Regions from separate parts of the Ovis aries genome. Here region 1 is linked to region 2. A link is a contact called in public Hi-C data. All regions are on one chromosome and are shown on one strand. The core of a region is the stretch at or near the end of the contact, and the rest is flanking DNA. Distances in the headings are between cores, read along the strand shown.

Region 1 (6,502 bases), core at 1,773-4,272, 530 kb after region 2:
ACACAGCCACATCATAAAACAAACTTTTTTATCCAAACTTCCTCAGTAATCTGCTGAAACAGAGGTGTTTATATGGGGTGGGTCTATTGGGGCACTGCTATGAATGTATTACAAGCAACTCTCCAAACCACAGTGAAAAATTATTCTGGACAAGGACAAAGAAAGTCTTTAAAAGAAGCCACCATCCTGAAACCAAGTTTCTGCCCTGACACTTGATCAACTTCAAAGAGAATTCTAAGGTTTTATTTTATTTTGTTTCTTCCTTCCATTTCTGGTTGAATGGGCTAATCTTATGCCCTTTCTTTAAATGTCAAAGTTGATACCACAAAGGCATCCTAATTTTGGGTATCAGGCAACATATAAAACATGATGTATATTTTTGTGCTCTTTCAGCTTCATCCTTTGATCCCAATAGAGTGTCTACCTTTTGCTTCTATTCCCATCCCTCTCCCGCACCCCCTCCTTCCCATTTCTCTTTACTCCAGAGCCCTCTTGGGTGGTCTGCTCAATTTAGACCAGATGCACATTCTGGTCAGTGGAAAAGTCAGAATCCCAAAGACTATGGGACATCAGGCAAGTTACTTAACCTCTCAGAGACTCAGATTTTTTTTTGTTTTAATCAACAAAATGAGTTTGATTACACAAATGAAAACAGTCATACAGTAAGGTACCCCATACATGCTAGTTGTCTTCTATTGTTGCTTTGGGTCTTTTTCATGTCTGAAGAGGGAGCTTTCCTCAAATCTTAGCTTTCCTACTGTATATAGACCAGGAGACAGGAAGCCTAGTGGCATTTGATGCTTTCTCCCTGAGCAAAGGAGTTGAACTGGCCTCACCCATTCCTGGATCTTGGCTGCTCCTCAGCCTTCACAGCAGAGCTGCAGGAACACTGACCTTTCTGGAAGAATCACAGCATAGGCTTTTTTTTCCAGAATTCTTAAGCTTATACTGCCTGCACAGCCCTCTGAAAATTAGAGAACTCTGTTCCAACTGCAGAAGAATTTGCAATAGAAACCTAAGTAGCTCAGCACTCTGACTTGCTTTGGAAAGTACAGGGTTTGTCATCTAATCAGGGCACAGACAGTGCTGATACCCTAGGTTGCAGTCAGTGCTCATACACCAGGATTATTTGCCCCAGTGAGTCTCAAAATATGGGGCATCGTGGTGACGGGAGTGTGTTTTCAGTCGCTCAGTTGTGTCTGACTCTGCAACCCCGTGGATTGTAGCTGGCCAGGCTCCTCTGTCCATGGGATTCTCCAGGCAAGAATGTAGGAGTGGGTATTCATTCCCTTCTCTGGGGGATCTTCCTGACCCAGGGATCAAACTCAGGTATCCTGCATTGCAGGTGGATTATTTAACAACATCTGGGCCACCAGGGAAGCTCTGTGGTTATCCTGGGGCATGTTAAATTGCACCCAGAGACTCTTGTTCTGGAGACCTGGAGTAGAGTCTGAAAATTTGCATTTCTAACGAGCTCCCAGGTTATGCTAATGATGCTGGTCCTAGACCCACACTTTGAGAACCCCTGGTTTAGCCCATCATGGTTCCCCAACAGCCCACCCTACACTGAAAGTGTAAGAGGTTTTAGCACCTTCTTAGCCATTTTCTCTCTATAGCTCATTCATCCCCAGAGTTTCCTTTGTCGAGGGAGGATTCCTACTGGATATGATTTCCATTTGAGGAGGTGCGGGTAGAGACCAAGCAGTCAGGTGGCCTCCTGAGCCTGAGAATGCCAGCTCACCACCCTGAGCCCCGGGGAGTCCACCCAGCTCCGCAGTGGGTGTCGGATTCTGACACGAAACTGCTGAACTCCTTCCCAGCAAGTGTGGTATTCTGCGTGAAAAGTCAGCTTCCACCTTTGAAAAGACTCTCTCTTCCTGAAACTTAAAACTTGACCAGTACCTTTACAGGAGAAAGCACCCCCCCCCCCTGAGAGTGGTGATAGGTTGGACACAGAAGCGGCGTGACGTATAAAATCTAGACAAAATTCCATTTGGGCTTTTTTTTTTTTTTTAATTACTTGACCCGCTTAAGTGTGTGTGTGAAAAGCACAGATTTGTTTTCTGAGACATGCTTTTTGTTTCTATATTAATTTTACTTTTCCCTACCGTGAACAATCCTCCTGTCTCCCCCCATTTCCTCCAGAACCCGCTTCCTTCCCAATGACGCTCGGCGAGGAAGAGGGTGGCGAAATGCGCCCGGGAGCGCGCAGCGATCTCACCCGCTGCGTAGCGGCTCTCAGGCCGAGGACCTGGGGGCCCCTGGGCGGCTCTCCCGGTCCCCTCGGCCCCCCGCACTGCCCCTGCCCGCGCCCGGACCTCCCGGTCGGTTTCTTTGTTAAGAACGCCTGCGCGGAGAGGCATCTTCGGCCCTTCAGGGCGCACGGGTTCCACTCCTGACTTCTCAGTCCCCTAAGGGCTTGTAAGCACAGAGGCTCGAGTCGAGAGGCTAAATTACGCCCCAGGAGGCTTCTTAAGTAAAATCCTAAATTTCATTTAGGCTCTTCGTAAGCCCTTCGATGGCGAAGCCACTAAGCCCAGGCTCGCACGCCCCCAGCGCCGCCCTCCCCGCACCGGCTTCTTGAGGCTGGGTTATGGGGGAACCCTGTCCCTCTCAGATGGTCCGCCCCTAGGTCTGGGGTGCGCCACTGTCCCTCCCCTCTCGGGTCGCCACCTCCCCCATCACCTCCCCCAACTCCCGGCCCTTCCGTTTCCTTGCATAGCCTCCCCCAACCCCCACTTGAAATCTCCCTCCCCTCGGGCTGGAAGCAAAGTCGGTAATAAGAAACCAGTTCAGTGTCAGTCGGATAGAGGGGGTAGATAACCCCAGAGATACACGGCAATGGAGAGAGAACTCGTTTTGTGTAAAGAGGGCCTCGAGTCACCAGGGAATTCCTGGATTGTCTTGGGCTGTCGTGTGTGATGTCCATCACGCCGTGCGAACACCATCTGCTCGGTATTATGCTCTCAGTTGCCAGGCTACCTGCTGTACGCAGTAACACTTGACTGCCTGGCTCCGCGCTCGCAGCGTTAGCCCAGACGCGCCGGGCGGGGGGACCGGTGGGGGAGAAAGGCGAGTCATGATTAAGCCATCTGCAGGCTGGGGGTGGGGGGACACGCCGCGCGGGCGGAGCGGGCGGGCTGGCAGCGAGGACCGGGCTGACACCACCATCTGCTGGGGCAGAGACAGAACAGCAGCTGTTCCTTGTTCCCCCCCGCCCCACCTGAACACCTGAAAAAAGGCTGAAGCCCTGAGCCAGTTCTCCACTGGGCGCCCCCACCCGAGTCTCCATCACCACCCGCAGCCTCCCTTCCAAGGAGCCGGCAGTCTCTGGTTCACCGCCAGCAACCCCAGCCCTTCTCACCCGAACACTATGCATTTCTTGTAAGAGACATAAAGCTTCCCTGTGCACAGATTTATAAATAAACAGCTGGCTGCTCTTAAGAGATATTTTTACCACAGCTGTTTTTTGAAGTAGAAAACGGCCTCTTATGGAGGGAGGTAGGGTGTTTTTTATACCTCCTACCTCTCTCTCCAGCCCATAGAAAATTGCTAAGATTTTTTTCCTGGAGGAGAAGATACGTAAAATAGATTCATTGGTTTTGATGCCCCCCCCCCCTCCTATATTTTACTGAAGAGTGAGAGCTTTGGGAAATAATGAAGATCTATGTAATCAATTGGATTTCTTGAGAGGAAGAGATGGAATTAAGATTCTGGGTGGAAGGCAAGGGAGGTCGTTGAGCAGGGGATGGAGTGGAGAACAAGCTAGTAATTAAAACTAAAAATACTGCATCACTTGGCTTCAAGGCATTACATTTCTGGTGACGAAAGCTCAGCCTGGTTTTCTCTAATTGCACACACAGTGTGTGTCCTCCTTAGAAACAAGAGCTGTGGCTTGAAATCCTGAAATTCGACAGACTATTGCTCATTAAGAACTCTTAGGCTGGAGGTTAAAAGCCACCATGTCATGTGAAACAGCTAATGGCCTCAGCCAGCTCAATTTGTAAGGTGAGTCACTTGGCGCAGCTTCACACTTGGCATGCACACCTAAGGCTGGGGCCCTAGTGTCACTCACCCACTGTTGAATGCAGCAGAACTGGTTGGGAGAGGTGTATCAACCTAGGCTCACAGATGTTTCTTATGGAAGGGAGTCCTTTAAAAATGCACATAGCCCTCCTGCCTCTCGGGGTTCCATTCAGGTCGCTGCAGGGAAACCGGTCTTCAGGTCTTCAGTGAGAAACCTGAAAGGAAAATCTTTGAGAGGGAATCATTTGGGGAAATACAGAATCCTGGGAGGTAATAACCAAACTTTCCCTTTGGGAAGGGTTTTTCTCACTGTGCTTTTGAAGTACAGCACCACCCCCAGCCCCATCTGAAAGTAGAGCATTCCTATGAAATCTTTTCTAAGCCGAAATGGCCTGCAGTGAGTAAGCAAACACCTTGGGACACATCTTGCCAAGAGTGTGCAGAATAAATAGAGATAAAACACAGATGCTCACAGAGTTCAAAGCTGTGGGGACTTGATGCTGAGATGCTGAGTGTAGTTCCTGGGGGAGGAGCTTGGTGGCGCCACTCTCACAGCTGGGGGTGCCTGCTGTCTCTATAATCACTCTCTGCAAAACTGAACACTGATGATATTTTAGATTTTCACCTTTTTCTATAAACTCTAAAATCCTCTTCAGATGTCTCCTGGTTAGCAAAACCAGGTACTAGTGTAGGTCTTCTGTAAAAGCTAAGTGGCATAAAGTGAACTTTTGAAAAGTGGGTGATATCTATATTTATTTTTGGTCCAGGAAGACAGGGACTGGAAGAGCTGAGATGAATCTACATCCTCACCTCATTTGCCTCTCCCTTTCTTTCTGGGTGGAGAGAAGGCTGGGAAAGCAACTCATCACTACTTACCGCTTCTGGGCAAGCTCACCAGGTACTTGCGGGCTGATCTCATAGGACAAGAATATCTCAAAGTGCACAAAGATAAACGGGGCCAGCCCACACCAGACCTCTCATAAAATCAAGCTGAAGAAAACTTGATCTCCCCTTGGGTCTCATTTTCTTTTCCCACTGTCTCCTCCTTATCAAAACTGGAGATTTCAAATATGCTTAAATACTCAGAAAAAAAAAAAGCTGTATATCTGTATTTTTGCTGATTGGTTAACTGTCTGTTGTGTGAATTCCTTTGTTAAAGTGTTAAGTCAGTTGGCCATTTGTCTCCAAAGGTGGCAAGAAACAGCTTTATCCCACTGGAAGAAAGGGTTTGGAAAACAGGAGGCAAGTTTAGGGGGAAAAGAAGAGAGTAAAATATCTTGACCTCTGCAGGGATTAGTGTTAAAGTAAACTTTTTGGTAGCATAAAATTCCAGCCATTGTTGACTATGCTGTATTTTCATTAACATAAATATTTCATAACTCTACCTTTTCATTGTCTATGTACAGAAAAAATACACAAGGACAATAAGTTTTAACTTCAGCAAGATCACACTTGCATTTGAAAACTAGAGCACAGTGTATTTGTGGGACAGAAACTGTATATTTAGTTTACAAGCAATTCTTAGGCACACTCTTGGCACCATGGACCCATCGTACAGGAAAAACCTGTGCTTATGGAAAGAATACTGAATTTAGTCTCAGAATCAATGTTTCAGTTCAATGAGTGCTGATTCTTCCATTTACTAACTGTGTGGCCTGGGTCACCACACTAACCAGAGTTTTTTTTTAATTTTTTTTTAATTTTATAGAAGTATAATTGATTTACGTTGTGTTTCATTTCTGCTGTATAGCAAAGTGACTCATAAATATATATACACACACACACATTCTTTCATATTCTTTTCCATTATGGTCTGTCACAGGGTATTATATCCAGTTCCCTGTGCTATACAGTAGGACTTTATCCATATATATGCTTATCCATCCTATATATAATAGTTTGCATCTGCTAATCCCAAACTCCCAGTCCCTCCCTCCTCAACCACTCTCCCCTTGGCAGCCACGAGTCTGCTCTCTGTATCTGTAAATCTGTTTTTGTTTCATAAATATATTTATTTATGTCACATTTTAGATCCCACATATAAGTGATATCATATGGTATTTGTCTTTCTCTGCCTGACCGACTTAGTCTGATAATCTCTAGGTCTGTCCAGGTTGCTGCAGGGGCTAATATTTCAGTCCTTTTTGCCACTGAGTAGTATTCTGTTGTATATATGTGTCTCGTCTTTATCCACTCATCTGTCGATTTAGGTTGTGAGATTTAGGTTGCTTCCATGTCCGAGCTATTGTGAATAGTGCTGCTATGATCATAGGGTTGCATGTATCTTTTCAAATTACAGTTTTATCTGGGTGTATGTCCAGGAGTGGGATTGCTTGATCATATGGCAACTCTATTGTTAGTTTAGCACTACTAACTCAACCTTCTTGAGCTGTTGTTACCTGGATGAGAGGAGGAGTGGGTTTTTGTTTGGTTTTTTTGTTGCTTTTTTTGTTTTGTTTGGGTATTGGAGGGAGGG
Region 2 (7,354 bases), core at 2,936-5,435:
GTCCCGATCAGAGACAAGAGCATCTCCGTAATGATGAAGAGCACCATAATTTTAACCTTGTTATTGGACTAAGCACAATTTACACTGGTGATGAAAAAGAAAAGGAAAAGATTTATGAGATGTAAGATAGAAAGATAAACTCTTGTCCCTTAGTGGCTATTAGAAACATTGCCAAAATACCATAAACGTGTGAAGGATGACATGATTATTTTTGCATTTCCACTGGGGATTCCCTACACTGCAGGAATTTATGGGGACAGAAGTCCACAGTACAGATGGCAGAGATAGGGGGTGGATAGAGAGACGCCACACTGACCAAGCCCCAGTCTGAGGCAGCTATGGAGCAGGTGGCTTTAGGCATTGAGAGCATACACAGTCACCTAAGGCTCCACACCTGCCTGCACCCTCTCTATCTCCTACTCCACCCACCTGCTCTTCAACAGCTTTGGTGGCCATTACACTGTCCCATGTTTCATCAGGATTTGGTGTCAGATTTTGATCCACCAAAAAATCTGGAACCTGAATGGACAAGACAGTCAAGGAGACACAGAGAGAACCAGCTGACACTCATCTACCTGCCTTATAACAACAAAGCTCCATAAACAGAAGCTTCCAAGATGTCAGAGCCACCAACTCGGCCCCAAGGAACCAGAAGTTTTCTAAAAGAGAAAGGGACTAGACGACGGAATGTGGTTTAACTGAAACCACTAGGGAAATGTTCTTGCAGCTGACCAGTCTAGACTGGAAGGGACTTCGTCAGCATTCACATCTGAAGGTCCAGTCACAGGAAGTTAATCACGGCGGGGTCTGCTGAGTCAGGTTCAGGATGCAGGCTGTATAAAGACCCGGGGTTAAAGCAGGTAATGAGTTCAAAAGTCCGCGGAGCTAGCAGCCAGCCTCCTGGGCAGGAAGTAACTTCAGGCATTGACCTCTGGAGTAACTTGAGAGCAGTTTTGGTCTTAGTAAGCTAGAACAACTATTGGGGAAATTGGGGTTCCGAGATTTTGTTCATTCTTTGGTAACATCACTCGTTTCTTCCTGAGCACCTAGTAGAGACCTCTGCACCTCATGGGCCTGTCATACAGAAGCCAACCAGTGGGGGTGAGGGTTCACTTTCCACACACTGGGTCTCATCTCAGTGGATCCCTATCACTCCAACACAGATAGTGAGGGGAACAGCTACAGAGCATCTGCCGGTCAGGGCTCCCTTGCGGCCCAGCGGTTAAGAATCTGCCTTCCGATGCAGGGCATGCAGGTTTGCTCCCTGGTTGGGGAACTAAGATCCCACGTGCTGCAGGGTAACTCAGCCCAGGCTCAGCAACTCCTGAGCCCACACCACAGCCAGGGAGAGGCCCGCATGCCACAACTGAGACCCGACATAGCCAGAAATAAACAAGCATTCTTTAAAAAGAATATCTGCCTGTCACTCGAGATGTCCAAACGAGAGATGCTACGTGAATAGGCATGTGTGTAGACAGTCTTGTGAAGCATGCACTTGTGAAGTTAGTGATGTGGAGTCCCTCTGTGTGTACAAATGAGGGCCACGTGCCTGAGATACGGGATTGAATTATGACAACTGCTATATCTGACCAAGACAGTACTTTGCTTGCTGTATTCCATATCTAAATTTAAGCTGCAAATGGAAAAAAAAAAACAACACAGATTTTACAACTCTAAATACACTCTCTACTACAGAGAACAGTGACTAAAGCGAAAGCAAAAATAACTGCTCACACCACGATTTGAGAAAACCTAAATCTGAAAATAATCATTTTTATTTGTATGCAACCAAATAAGGATATTAGGGAAGCAGTGAGTCACCAGCATTCTAGCATTTACCAGATACCAACATGATGTGAGGGAATTCTTGAAGGTCAGATTTGCATATTCTAAAATTTACATTAAACCTTGCCCCTGATGTGTAACCTGAAGCTCCCATCTGAAAAATGGGCCAGTCACAACTTTACAGAAGAGCTATGGTACAGCTCCCATGAATGATTTCGATACTTTCAAAACTTCAAACACATGGGAATAAGTCTTCACATCGGAAGAGTGCTTTAGGCTTTTAAAAGCACTTTTACCTACATCATCTCATTTGATCGCATTTGATTCTCACAACATCCTTGAGGCAAGGTGTTTGTAGGTGGGTGGTTGTCATAACAAAATATCGTTGAACTGGGGGTCTTTCTGTAGAGACAGGATGAATCACTACTGGGTACAAAAAAAAAAAAACAAAAAACAAAAAAAAAACAGATGATAACTAAGAGATGGAGAGAATCTAAACTCCCTGTTAACATGTCACACAGTCTCAGTATAAACCAAAGTGCTTCAAGTGCCACAACTCAGCAGAAAGGTTTAAGAACTGCTTGCAATCCCAGTGTGTTTTTGCTTCTCTATGCTTTTAGAACACGGTTAAAAGAGAGTTAGAGAGTGCTCTGGGCTTTTGTTTTGAAACCTCTTCAGCTTGTTGCCTATTTGTCTACAGATTGTGAGATTAGTCTATTTGCTTTAAACAGATCGAACAACCTTTCAAATAAGCAGACTTCTACGATGGGTTGACTTATTTTGGATGTGCAAAGATGTTTGCTGAGCTTCTCACCTGAGACTCGACGATCCTGTCTCAGCGTGTCACAGTTAAGAGTTCAAAGGGGAGTGCCGTCTGTTGTAGCCTGTTTTGCAAGATGGCAGAAGAAAAATGTCTCTGTTACAATATGATCAGCTATCGGCATCTCCCCAGGGATTTTTCATGAACCTAAGAAGGAAATCTTAGTCAAGTTCCCAAGGGTAAACCATCTTTGTCAAGAGACCACTGAGAACAATTTCTAAAGATGGAAGACACGCACCTCTGTGTTCCCAGCATCTGGGTTAGCAGTGGGGGTGGAATGGAGGGCTGCTTAAGCCTTGCCTCTCAGAAAAAGCATCTTCTAGTGAATTGTGGATAATTGTATAGGTTTTACATATTAACTTATCACAGCAAAAATAACAAAATTAAGGAATGAAGATAATGTCCATATTGCACCCCTCAACCCCTCCTTCATTCTACAGAGGGAAAGCGGTGAAAAGGGAATAAAAGGGCTGCCGCCAATCAAGGAAGTTTACACTTCAGCCCACCCCGATCAGGCCTAGTTACCACTGGTCTTTGTGCACACAACTCACTGCCTGGGGGGTTGTTCAGCCAGAAAGGACAGGGTGAGAGAGTCAGGGGGTGCTGGGCATCAGGACATTAAATAGCAGATCATACTAGAAACCAGGGCTCAGGATACAAGCTTTCTGGTCCCAAATGCATCTCTAATCACTTTCATGACTTTGGACAAGGCATTCTACCCGCTTCCTGTGTACAACTGAGGAGGTTGGTCTAAGTGTTCTCCAAGGCTCCTAATAGCTCCTTAAAATTAGTGTCGTTTTGGTAAAGTGAGTGTAGGGAGGTTGTGAAATGAAGCATGATTATCCCTGTTGGCTGTAAAAGAAAAGGCCCTTGAAGGCAGTGAGAAAACAATCCACAAGGAATCCTTGTGCTGGGTTAGGCAACTATACAGAAACACAGAATAATGTGTCCTGCATAACACCAGTACATGAGGCCATATAAAACTGGGTTCAGGTAAGAAAGCCCACATCTTAACGCAGAAAACCAGGCTTCTGAACCTGATCAGGCATACAACTAAGCTGTGCCCTAGCTTCCTTACAGTCTCTCTCCGTGATAATGTAGCACCTTGCGCACACAATTAAATGTCAGCCACAGAAAACATTTCCCTTGGCTTTGTTGTTCCAGAAGGGGATTCTTTTGTCCTCAACATAATGGATATGCAGAAACAATGATAGAACAGACTTTTTTTTTTTCCTAAAGCGATGACAAACACACTGCTGCTTCCTCCCTCCCTCCTTTCCTCTTATCCCCACCCCCCAAAATAAATCATTGCTTTTTTAAAAAAAAATCCCATTGTCTATTGTCCACGGAGATTAAGATCTGCCTAGGAACCGCGCTGGCGGGCTCGAAGCTGCCGCGAGCAGCCGGTAGGTGGCGCACGAAGGCAGCGCAGGCGGGAGCTCGGGACCCATCCCGGCGGGGGCGGTGGGGGGCGGTGGGTGCGGGGGAATCTCACCGCCCCCACGCCCGCCCGCCGCCGCCTTCCACCCCCTCCTCACGTGCTAATTGCTGAATACTCTACTGGGACTTGGGTTAAGGGAAAAGAAAGCGGGAATGGGAGGTGGGGGAGGGAGGTGGGGAATCCGGTTCCGAATACACAAAGCCTCCGGGGTCGACGGCCGAGGAGCAGGGCGTCCCCTCCCTTCCCCCAGTCACCCACCACCGTCCGGCCGCACCCGGCGGAGGCTCCGGCCAGACGGGCAGACCGACCACTGGCGGTGGGAGGCGGGTGGTGAGGGGTGGGGATCGCCGGGGGAAAGGGATCGGGGGTGTGATCTGTGTTCAGAGCCCCACGCCCCGGTCCTTGGCGCACGCCTAAGCCTGGATACCTCCCTCTCTAGCTCATCCATCCAGAGCACCCCAGTTGCTGTCCAGCCGAGCATGAGGCTGCCTTCCGACTCGGGCAAGGCCAAGGCCAGGATCGCTGCAGGCCCGGCCCCCAAGCAACAGGGTCGGGTGGGTCCCGGAGGAGCAGGCTCCCATGTGGCTGCCTGAGCACGGCTGGCGCCATCCGCATGCGTCCCTCAGGAGGACTGGCGACCCTGCCCCTCCCTGGTCGCGGGCTGGCACTGTCACCCCGCCCTGAAAGGGCCACGCGGTCATCCACGACCCTCAACCTCTGTCTAGTAGAACATGGTGTTACATGCTTGATGGGCCTAAAGTCAGATGCCTGGGTTGAAATGTGAGCTTTGACACCTGGGGTCTTTTGATCTTGGGGATGTCCCTAAACTCCCCAATCTTCCTTCTCCCCAACTATTAAAAGCGGCAGTAATGCTTACCTTACAATAATGATGTGAGGATTTTTTAAAAGTGATGCTTAACTTAGCAGGAGGCCAGCCTAGAGTAACTTAGTATTAACAACCCGACTCTCCTTGGAGCTGGAGGAAGATGCCCAGTTTGCTGCCCCCTGAGACCCATCTGGCGTCTCTGTCTCCTAGACTGAGGAGAAGCGGGCCAAGAGATGAGCTGAAGAACATCCACAGACTGGTCACTCCCAACAGCAAATGCCATTAGTTTGTCCTTCTTCGGCCCTCTGCCTCTATCCATCTTCCTGCCCCTGATGCTGGGCCGTGGCAGTGTGGGGACCCTGTCCTCTCCTCCCTCTTTCCTGGGTATATGTTCTCTTCTCAGTTGGAAAGGTCTCAGAGAGTGTATAACATGGGCTCTAGGGTCAGACACACTCAGACTGGAAAATTCTGAGCCCACGTCTCCTAGCTGGGACATTGGGTGTGTCATTTAACCTCCCTGATCTTCAGTTTGCAGGTTTATGAAATGGTGGTCATGATTCTTACCTAAGGGTTCCTCTGAAGATTAAAGGAGATAATGTTTCTAAACAGCCAGGTATGTACTATCTGTTCAGTCAGTTTTTAAGTTTACAGTTGAAATTAGGTCAGATTATCTTGCAGATCACTGGAGTTTCTGCAGACAGCCACCAAAGTTGAACCCCCAGAACTACTACCGTTGAGTGTCTTGTCTCCCTCCTGAGTCAGCAAGCTTTATTTGCCCTCCAGGAAGAGAGCAGAAATACAGTGAGGGCACACTCTCCCCAGAGCCTCACAGGTATAACTCAGACACTTAGATAGGCTTATTCAGTCTTTGAGGCCACCAGAGGCTCATTTTAGAGCAATACTCCATCTAGAAGTTTCTCTGGGGGTGGGCCTTGCTTTCAAGCTGCATCTAAGCCATGGTGTGCGCCTGGATAGTGAGTGACTAGGTTACTCTCAGCATTTGTCACAAATGTGCTTGCTGCTACACAGCCGAGATGTGGTGGCTGGGGCTGGACACTGAACCACCCCCTACTTGAGGCAGACAGGTCAAGAACGTTGGCTCTTTTCTAGAAAGACACTTGGACATTACCATGAGCGTCAGATTTGTATGGCTCTTGGGAAGAGCTCAGGTATTTGTTTTGTTTTGTCTTTTTTTTTGTCTGTACCAAGTCTTGGTTGCAGCATGTTGGGTCTAGTTCCCTGACCGGGACCTGAACCTGGACCCCCTACATTGGGAGCACAGAATCTTAGCCACTGGACTGTGAGGGAAGTCCCAGCCCTGGTGTTTGTATAGCTCTTGAGAGAAGATCATTTCCCGTGGGCAGCAGTAGAGCCACGAGGCAGCCAAGGTAGCCAGCCTCCAAGACGGCCCCCAAGGACCCCTGCCTCCCAATATTCATGTCCTGGTGTAGTTCCCTCCCTGTTAAGCAGGGTGACTTGTGTAACCAAGTGTGTGTGACTTCCAAGGCCAGAACATAAGAGACATTGTGACTTCCATTTTGCTGTCTCCTGTATCACTCACTGTGGGGGAAGCCGGTGTCATGAGAACACTCAAGCAACGATGTGAGTGGATATGGTCCACGCATCAAGGAACTGAGGCCTTCTGCTGTCAGCCAGCACTGACTTCCCAGGGAAAATGATGTGAGTGAGCATCTTGGATGAAATGGGTCCTCTTACCCCTGTCAGAACTTTAGGTGACTGTAGCCCAGGCTGATATCTTAACGTCATGAGAGACCCTGAACCCAAAACACACCCTTAAGCCATCCACGAATTCCTGACTCAGAAATGCGTGCATGCTGTCTTTTCAGTCTTGTCTGACTCTTTGTGACCCCATGAACTGTAGACACAGAAATGCTGTCAGATTTTTAAAAAACTCAGACGGTTTTAGGTGTACAGAGGCTGCATAGATGACTAATTTAGCAACACTGAAAAGACGGGGCTTCCATGGGCCAAAGCAGGGCTGGGGATGGGGGTCCTGGCCCCTTCACCTGGCCGGCTCTGCTGAGTCTGTATACATGTCTGGGGTCTAAAAGCCCCCTTGTTGATCTTAGTTGAGGCCCCATCTCCAAAGGTTCTGGGGGAAAAAAAAAAACCCTTAAGCCAGAGTCTGCCAGCAGCCCTCAGTTAATACAGCCCTAACTTTTGTTTTTGCAAAGGGTTGCGAGCAGGGCATTCCTCCCGTCCACGCACCTCCTCCCCGGAGCCAGTTCTGGCACATGGCCCAGGTATAAAATTGCCAGCACTGTCACTGCTTTCTGGTTTTATTATGAGTGTGTCTGTCCTGACACGCTGGTTTCAGCATGTCGTGTGGGAAGTGTGAGCACAGCAAAGGAGGCCGTGTGAGAGCTTTCTCTCTCCATGCTAGAGCCGGCTGCTTAAAAGCCCATAGGTCAGGTGGGAGGAGACAGGTTACCCTGTCCTGAAGGGCTCAGAGCCCAGCTGC

What was found. Hi-C and Micro-C count contacts between places; a contact is called where the count stands out from the background.
Region 1: a contact with region 2 is called in a Hi-C map of hypothalamus, with 6 times the contacts expected there. The contact joins two enhancer-like sites. A contact is called at or near these places in 11 of 16 Hi-C or Micro-C datasets (hypothalamus, liver, mesenteric adipose tissue and 6 more).

What each region holds. Positions count from the first base shown.
Region 1 is chr17:18,064,424-18,070,925 of ARS-UI_Ramb_v3.0, forward strand. All of the region lies in intron 2 of MAML3 (mastermind like transcriptional coactivator 3), which reads left to right. Among named protein-coding and RNA genes, the nearest start is that of MGST2, 59 kb to the right of the region's middle. Within about 2 kb of position 3,023, at least 45 of the 54 cell types and tissues checked have an H3K27ac peak or open chromatin away from gene starts, as enhancers often do. A contact at or near this core is called in hypothalamus and liver, where this site is marked.
Region 2 is chr17:17,533,431-17,540,784 of ARS-UI_Ramb_v3.0, forward strand. No RefSeq gene overlaps it. Among named protein-coding and RNA genes, the nearest start is that of SCOC, 94 kb to the left of the region's middle. Within about 2 kb of position 4,186, at least 21 of the 54 cell types and tissues checked have an H3K27ac peak or open chromatin away from gene starts, as enhancers often do. A contact at or near this core is called in hypothalamus and liver, where this site is marked.